2 separate regions of the Rattus norvegicus genome follow, and region 1 is linked to region 2. A link is a contact called in public Hi-C data. All regions are on one chromosome and are shown on one strand. Each heading gives the region's core, a stretch centred on a gene start, on an enhancer-like site or on the middle of the called end of the contact. The rest is flanking DNA. Distances are from core to core; before and after follow the strand shown.

Region 1 (4,270 bases), core at 916-3,415, 45 kb after region 2:
TACATGTGCAATATGTTTGGGGCCCTCTCCTGACCTTTACAAAGGAGGTTATTTGACCCACAGAATACATTTTCTCCTTCTGTGAAGTCAAGAACTTGAAGAGTTGAATAAAGCAAATCCAAGTCTCCCTCAGGATTCCTCCTCCAGAAGGGAAGGTAGTTTTGGATTCAGGATGTGCTTGTCTGTCTTCGAAACCATTGAATCCTATCGGAGAAACTTCTACTCAACACCTGGCCAATAGGTCATACATACATACACACACACACACACACACACACGCACACACACACACACACACACACACACACACACACGCGCGCGCGCGCGCGCGCATGTATACTGACAGACAGACAGACAGACAGACAGTTGATTTGTATCAGATTGTTGGGTAGTTCAGTTGAGTTTCCATCATACCAGGATTGGGTTATTGGGGCATTTCACAATGGTGGAATCACGAGTGTCCATTCAGGAGACCGTATGTGTTCTGTGGTAGTGTGATGGCTGCCCTGGAGCTATGGCCAAGCCAGCGTAACCACGAGGAAAGCCCAGAGGCTCAGGACGTTAGCACTGAGTGTCATTTTCCACAGCCCTGTATATGGTACTGCCTTTGCCTGGGTTTCTCCTCAGGTGCTGACGTTGCTTAGAGAAAACCACTGTTTCCTTTTCTTCCTCCAGATACCAGATACGGACTGGAGCGAGCTCTCTATCCTGAGCTCAGTTTTTAGGTTATAAGTGACGGATTCTTATTAAAATCTGATGAAAGTGGTACCTACCATACTAAATAACTGGAAAAACAAGTTTGTTGTCAATACTGTGACCAAAGTCTTTGGGGTTAAACAGATATTAATTTTTTTTTAACTTCCTTGAAATGCTGTAAGAAGTTAAATCAAGCATGGTGACTCGTCTTTATAATTCTGTCACTTGGGAGCCTGAGACAAATGGATAGTGAGACAAATTAAGGCCAGACTGAGCCGAATGAGTCCCAGGTCAGCCTGGCCTATAGAATGAGACCTTGTATTAAAAAAAAGACAAAAGAGGAAAAGAAACTTACATTTAGCTGGCCCTGTCAGGGAATGCATTCCCCCAGCAATGGGAAGCTGAGGCAGAAGGATTACTGTAAATATCAAGTCAGCCTAGGTTTCAAAGCATGACTCTGTTTTGTTTTGTTTTTTAAAGAGGTGGGGGATAAGTCGCCTGCTGCTTGTTCTCCAAGTCTTATCAGAGAATCAGAGGTTGGACTCTGTAATATGTGAAATAAATCAGCCGTTGTCTTAATGTGTTTTTTCCAGAAAAACCCTCAGGTCATGTATCTGGAGCAAGAACTAGAAAGCCTGAAAGCTGTGTTGGAGATCAAGAATGAGAAGCTGCATCAGCAGGACCTGAAGCTAATGAAGATGGAAAAGCTGGTAGGTCTCCTGGGGGGCAGAGTGAGCACAGCCTGTGTGTGTGCGCATGCGTGGGTGCGCATGCGTGGGTGCGCATGTCCATGCGCGAGCGGTGTTGCCTGGGAAATAGGACGGCAGAGCTTAGAGCTTTGGAGCTGTGGGGTTGAGCTCTCTTGTACTTAATGATATTTGGAAAGTACCCAAAGGGTCAGAGCTGCATTTTTCGTTTCCAAGTCTATTAAAAGCTTCATTGCTGCTTTCTAGAACTTTTTTTATAGAATGCACACAAAGCATTTAGTTTTGGAAAAAGTATAACAAATCAAGTTCACATTTCAGTAGTCTGTGAATCTTTACTTGCCTAACCAGAAAAAAAAAAATTATTCTAAAACCAGTACGTTAATGCAGCACCCACTCTGGATAGAAAGACAGTGAACGTCTCAGTTAACTAGTGCCATAGAATTTATTAGAATTCTGTATCTTTTTATAAAGAATTTGAATCTGATACAAGAATTGTGTGTTGATAAGATTAGCCCAGTTGGAAAACAGCAAGCATTATTGGAAACCATAATAAGAGTTTGAACCTACTCGATGCTGTGTTTGAGGGGTGTGCCTGATGTGTACTGTCAGCCTTGGTCCAGCCCTGAAACTCAGAGTCTGCTAGCCAGGACGTGAACTAGGCTGGAAGCATTTCTCAGCAGCTTTAAGTGACCCTGGCTAGCGGCTGCCTGCTGTACTTTGCTCCCAACTGCCAGCCTCCCAAGGCTGCCTGTCCCTCCTCCACCCAGCTGTGGATGACTCACCACGCTTGGAAGAAATGTCTCATTCAAAGTTAGACTAGCCTTGGACAGAAGGGAGCATAAAGGTTACTCTTATCTGTTTGGCTTTTTGGTTTGGGGAGATTTGGCTTAGTTTAGTGTTTTGTTTCCTAGAGATAATTAACTGCTTTTCGAGGGAGGCAGTGCTTAAGGAAACATGAAGGCATTACTTCACTTCGTCAGGAAATGTGGGAGTGGGGAGAGTATTCCCTTTTTTTTTTATACACAGTTTGAATGCCATAATGAAGAATGGAATTACGTCATTTGCAGAAATAATTGGTGGAGATTATCCTATTAAGTGAAAAAAGCCAGACCCAGAAAGACAAATATCATTTTCCTCCCCTATGTGGAGCCGAGATGATGAACAAGCATATGTGTGACATGAGACTAGGGGGACAGCATTGGAAGAGAGTAGGGGCTGGCAAAAGAGAGGCAGGAATGAGAAACAGAGGGCAGATACAATTAATGTACATTATACACTTAAAAATGGCACTGTGAAGGCTCATTACTGTGCACAGTAAACACGTGCTAGTGATTTTTAAGGGAATACATATGTAGTGACCAGGGGACCTATCCATTTTTAGCAATCAGACATGAGTGTTTCTTAGATTCTGTACCTTCACTGTATAGCAAACTTGGTGTCGTGATCAGGCTGGTCACTTGACACATCACTATGGCTCAACTGGGACTGAATGGTCACAAAGAGCCTTACTCCCACACTGACGCTTTGCAGACCGGTGGGTTCAGGGGCCCCTCCTAGAATACGTGATATCCTGGAGTGTTGTGGAGTCCTTGTGGGCTCTCCCAGTCATAGAGACACGTGTGGCAGTTCAGGTTGCACCTCTGATACAAAGATTATTGTCTAAGATTTTACATTGGTTATGTCCTGTCAACCCTAAAGTTCCAAGGGTTTAGGCCACCCAAGGGTCTGGATGCCGGCTGCACTGACAGACTGAGAGCTGCCACTGCAGTCTAGTCTGTTGACAAACGTGAAGGCCAGGGCTCACTAGAGTCGGTTTGAGTGCAGTCACAGTAAAGACCCCCAGATGCCAGGCCTACAATGCAGCGACTGTTCCTAGGAATGGAACCAGAGAGTGGCTCAGTGTGAGTTCATCCTCATGGCTTTTGGTAGTCGTGATTCGCCTGGGTGGCTCAGGATTGCTTTCTTGCCCACCATGAAGCATATTGTCTCCCAAGCCGCTAAGGAATTCTCCCAACCGGCATTTTAAGTCCAGCCCAGTTCCAGTTTGAGAGAATACATCCCATCTATCACGTGGGGGTCGGGATGGCAGCAGACATGTACGGCTGGGACTCTTCACCTCTGCCCGTCTTGGAGGTACCAGAAGTACAGGAAGTGCATTTTTTTTAAAGGAATGCATGAAACTCCTAGTTGTTAATAGGTCCAACCCAGTGCACACAGCAGGTCTTGACAAAGGTCATCCGGTGACACCTGTTCAGCAGGACGACAGCGATGACTCAGGAAACCCTGTTAACACACTGTCGCTCCATCTCCCACTCATGTACCTGAACTTATCAGAGGATCTCAAGTGATACAAGGCCCTACTGTAACAGTACGAACACGTTTTAACTTCTATTGAGCCAGGATAGTTCTGTTTTGTGTCACAGCCAAAGAGGCATCATAACAGTGCCAGTCGGCATCACCCCGTTGTTTTTACAGGAAGAAAGGTTGCTATGACAATGGGTACACTTGTTGCCTCTGCTGTGCTGTGTACTTATCAGCTCCAGGCCTTTAGAGACGATAGAAACACTTAGTAAATTAGGGTTCTCTAAAGGGAACAGGGTTAACGCAGTGATATATTCAAGGAAGATTGGCTAGATGGGCTTACATGATGAGCTTAGAGTAGTCCAGCAATGGCTGCTGGCGAGGCTGAGGACCTGGTACATGTTCGACCCACAAGGTTGGGTACCTCTGTAGTTCCAATGTGGTGCCAAAGGCCAGTGGGACTTGTGGAGAGCCTCTTGATCATCAGTCCACACTGGAAGCCCAGAGAAGCTGATTCTAATATCAGAGACAGAATCGGCAGCCGCAGCAATGGGGTCCATAACCTC
Region 2 (4,217 bases), core at 140-2,639:
ACAAAAGAACCACAACCCCTGAAAAAGATCCCACCCAGAAACCAAAAAACTGACTACACGGACAAGCGTGGGTGTGTCTATTTGTGACACTAATTTTATTTCTCATTCAGTTTGCAGTTTTGATTCTTACTGATACCTTTTTAGAACATGTTTTTGATAGCAAATGAGGAGCTTGGCTTTTGGTTTTGTTCTGGTTTTTTTGTTTTTGTTTTTGTTTTTGTTTTAATATTCCGAATTTGGAGAAAGGAGTTTAATGGTTTTAAAAATAACAACCTGTGATTTAACAGAGGAAAAGAAAGCCCAAAGATCTGTTTCTTTGACGCTAATTCAGTGGTACGACCTCTTCACAGAGGTCACCAAAGACCATGGGAAAGCACAGACGTTTACATTACACTCCTAACAGTAGCAAAATCACAGTCATGAGGAAAACAATTTTATGGTGGGGGTGGAGGGCACAGCATGAGGCACTGTATTAAGTTGCAGCATAAGGAAGGGTGAGAACCACTGCTGTAACTCCATTGTTGCTATTCCTGTTGCCCTGGATGTGTTCTTCAGGAGATTGGTTGGGTGTGGGTGTGGCCTCTGTGGGCTGCTGGTATGTTCTGTCATCCTCTGACAGGACAGGGCATGGGGTGCAAGCAAGGGGTTGAGTTATTCCAGTTCTCTCTTTCTCCTGTCCGCTCCGACTCTCAGATGCTGTGTGGGATTTCGGAATAACTGCTTTTTATCAGTTGCAACGTTCAGTGAGTTGTTGATGGTGTAAGACTTGTTTGTCTCATGGTATTGCTTACCGAGTCTCTGAAGCAGATCTGGTACACAGAAAGTGCACTAACTTGTTACATTTTTAGTTTGGTTCTCAAACTAATGAGAATTAGAGGTGAAAATTTGACACCCTGTCATTAGCGTAGTTAAAAAAAAAAAAGCAAAGCTTATTTTATTTTAAAGCTTGGAAGCATTTGTTGCTTGAAGGGTTTGATCTGTTTGCTCACTTTTAATCCAGGTAATCAGGTTTACACATAACCAGGTAAAATACCTGGAAAAATGCCCGGTGGTAATAGTGTGAGCCTGTGCAGTTAAAAAAACAAAAAGAAATGGAATCAGTTCACAGATCACTCTAATGAAATCTCATGGCTTTTTTTTTTTTTTTTTTTTTTTTTTTTTTGCCTAGCTAATAAATAGACATTAGGCATGTGAGGTGGTTAATTTCCCTTCTCCCTGTTCCAAGTAGTGACAGGACCTGCGACATCATTGGCTGTTACATAAAGCTCCTGAGACCACCCACTTTCTCCTCCCCTTTCCATCCCTGATGGGAGCCACAACAACCCATGGCATGTACAGTGTGATGTAACCAGGGCTGCCTGCTTCCGGACCTGCTCCTCACAGCTCTTGCTCAGACGGAGGGCATTGTTTTTTTAGCAACATCTGGGAGTGCGAACGGAAGCCTGGAGCCCTAGGATAGCTTTATTTCCCCCTCTGGGTGGCCTGGCGTCAGCTATGTAAGCTTGTTTTGCTCTGGCTGTGTCTCTTGGCCTGGAAGAACACCGAGTTGCAAAGGGACAGTATGTGATGGTCCCTGGAAAAGCTGCTTCCCCTGCGAAGTTCTCCCACTGGCTTCGAAGAGATGCTGTTGTCTCCCAAATTCTCCTTATCCACCATTCACGTCCGCCTAACCGCCAAGGGACTGCTTCGAAACCTCCGGCTTCCTTCTGGGCTCAGGAAAAACACTGTCATTTTCCACACAGGTTGGTCATGCCCTGGTCTCTGCTCAGCACCAAACCGGGGAGGGATATGCTGATGAACTTGCAAACGCTTCTCAGATTTCTATGGAGACAGATAATTGGGAAATAAAGCCCTCTTTAAAAGGAGAGACTTGACTGGTGACAAGGAGCAGTTTTCTCTTGTGTCGAGCAGGAGGGGAGGGTACTTCGGCAGCTGTAGGCTTGTCTGAGTTTATGGATGCAGGGTCATTGCCTTGCAACTTTCTGAAGCTCTCCTCAGCCACCAAATCTGTTATAAAAAAAAAAAAAAACCAAACACCTGTTAATTCACATCTGTCTTCAAATGATTTTTGGAAATAGGTAGTGAGCATGTTGAGACGACTTCTCTTTGCATTGGGAAAGGAGATGGTTTCTGTGGTTTTGTTTTGCAGTTTAGCAGTTTCTCACTAAGATGGCATTTCCGTATATGGAAAGACCCCCCCCCACACACACACACACACTCACATACACACACATTGTAAACACTCCTAAAATCACCCAGATGCTTGCGGAGGGCCAGTAAGCGGACCTCACTTTAGTTTTCCAGTCTTCCTAGTGCAAACAGCTGTGGTCATGGAATATTGCTGCTGCTGTCTGTGTATGCTGCTGCCGCCGCCGCCTTTCATTCTGCTGTGCGTAACCGGGAACTCTCCTGGGTGCATCCCTTCAAGCACCTGTAAACCCGTCTGCTTACGCTCAGGTACTAAGACCGCAGTGGTGGTGAATTAAGTTGATTCCATTGTGTGACAGCCTAAGTCTCCTTATAATTGGTTGGGGCTGCCCTGTGTTCCCTTTAACAGGCTTGCTTCATGGGCATGCAAATGCACGATTTTCCCATGCCATGTGTGTGTGTTTCCTGTGTGCCTCTTGTTTTTCAGTTGGCTCACTGTCCCTGGTGATTTTCTTTTTTAAATCGTGCTGACAGCTTTTCATCTTCTCAGCGGCATCTGCCTTCCCTGTGGGATGATCTTGATATTTTTTTCCCCAGCTTCCTTTCCTCGTTTCATAACTCCCCTTGGCCGGGCATTTGAGTTGGCTGGCCTTTCCTTCCAGGTCTGATGGCTGAAGGTAAATGAAGAGAACTGGGGCCATGCCCAGCCCAAATGCCACTGTGATTCATTTCACCCCTAAAAAAAAAAAGGTGGGGGCCATGGTGGGGGGAGCTTGCTGGCTGCTGAGACCTTGGCTTTAATTGCCTGTCCCCTGAAATTAAAAATATATTACAACTATATAAAAAAGGTTAAAAAAATACAGGTGTGCTCTGTTACTGTTACTATTATATTATTAATTTTTTCATATAATTTTCATCCTATTCTTTCTCCTCCAGCTCTTCCTGGTTCATCCCACCCCCCTACATTATACAAACAAGTGTGCTTTATGTTAACAATAATTTCCGTGTTCCAAAGCACAAGCAGCTCCCAATATTAATTTCTAAAACTAATGTAGGACCTGCTCTAAGGTAAAAGGCTTGGGAGCAGTGGGCAGATAGGATCTAAATACATTATATGTGTGTGAAATTTCTAAAGAGTAAATTTTCAAAATAAAATCAGAAAGAGAAGGTCTGAGGGCACAGCGTCAGCCAAATGTGCCTCTTTCTAACCCCGACTCTATCGTCTCTCACTGTCACAGTCTTCTGGTTACCTTTCCTACAGTAGGTTAGCCAGAAACAAGCTTATGGGAGCCTTTCATAGCCTCATCGTTAGGCAGACTTGGAAGCTTGGTTTTGCTGTTTTAATTGCTGCCCTTTGTAAGGTTACCGTATCTTAGAGTTTCATGGTTACCCACTTCATTCTTCTTTGGGTGGAGAAGGTGCCAGGGATGGAGCCGGGTCTGGTACCTGCTTGACTGGCGCTCTACCTACTGAGCCGCACAACCCAGCCTTTATCCCAGACCTTTAACAGTGTGAAGCGCTGCTGACTGAACAGTGCTTTCACTTGTTCCACCCACCGATGGCTTGACGTTTGTTTGTAAACGCCTTTGTTAAGCTGGTACTTTGAGCCTGAATGACCAGAGTTCAGTTAATAATGTGTTTTCTTGCCATGTTGTTTTCTGAGCTTATAGAAGTATTTTAAAACCCTTTTGCTGAGAGTCCTAGTCCTTAGACCTGTAATACACGTAGCAGGGAGAGTGCTCCTTACTTTACCCTGGGAAGGCCCGGGCACATGAACTGACTTGCCCAAGCGCACACAGTAAGTGAGGCAGCAGCACAACCTGTGAGCTCTGTTTACATTTTTTACCTTAAAGATTTTTCCCCCAGCTGTGAGTATGGCGCTCTCTCAGCACCAGGGACTGGGGACGAAGGAGTGCTTTCCTCGTCAAGATTGTTAAGTTCCTATAAGAAATTGGAGGCTGGGGGTTGGGGATTTAGCTCAGTGGTAGAGCACTTGCCTAGCAAGCACAAGGCCCTGGATTCGGTCCCCAGCTCCTAAAAAAAAGAGAAAAAAAAAAAAAGAAATCGGA

The links. A called contact is a pair of places that touch in the nucleus more often than the background predicts.
Region 1: a contact with region 2 is called in a Hi-C map of Schwann cells, with 2.9 times the contacts expected there. The contact joins the enhancer-like site here to the promoter of Mtus1 in region 2. A contact is called at or near these places in 5 of 12 Hi-C or Micro-C datasets (Schwann cells, frontal cortex, hepatocytes and 2 more).

Annotation. Positions count from the first base shown.
Region 1 is chr16:58,041,911-58,046,180 of GRCr8, forward strand. Mtus1 (microtubule associated scaffold protein 1) reads left to right here. Exons shown (of 10, transcript NM_178093.2): 8 at 1,290-1,406. Among named protein-coding and RNA genes, the nearest start is that of Mtus1, 45 kb to the left of the region's middle. Within about 2 kb of position 2,166, at least 54 of the 93 cell types and tissues checked have an H3K27ac peak or open chromatin away from gene starts, as enhancers often do. A contact at or near this core is called in Schwann cells, where this site is marked.
Region 2 is chr16:57,997,343-58,001,559 of GRCr8, forward strand. Mtus1 (microtubule associated scaffold protein 1) reads left to right here and starts at 1,390. Exons shown (of 10, transcript NM_178093.2): 1 at 1,390-1,742. The coding sequence starts at 1,622. It overlaps LOC120097428 (a long non-coding RNA gene), which reads right to left. Exons shown (of 2, transcript XR_005494810.2): 2 at 1,928-2,007.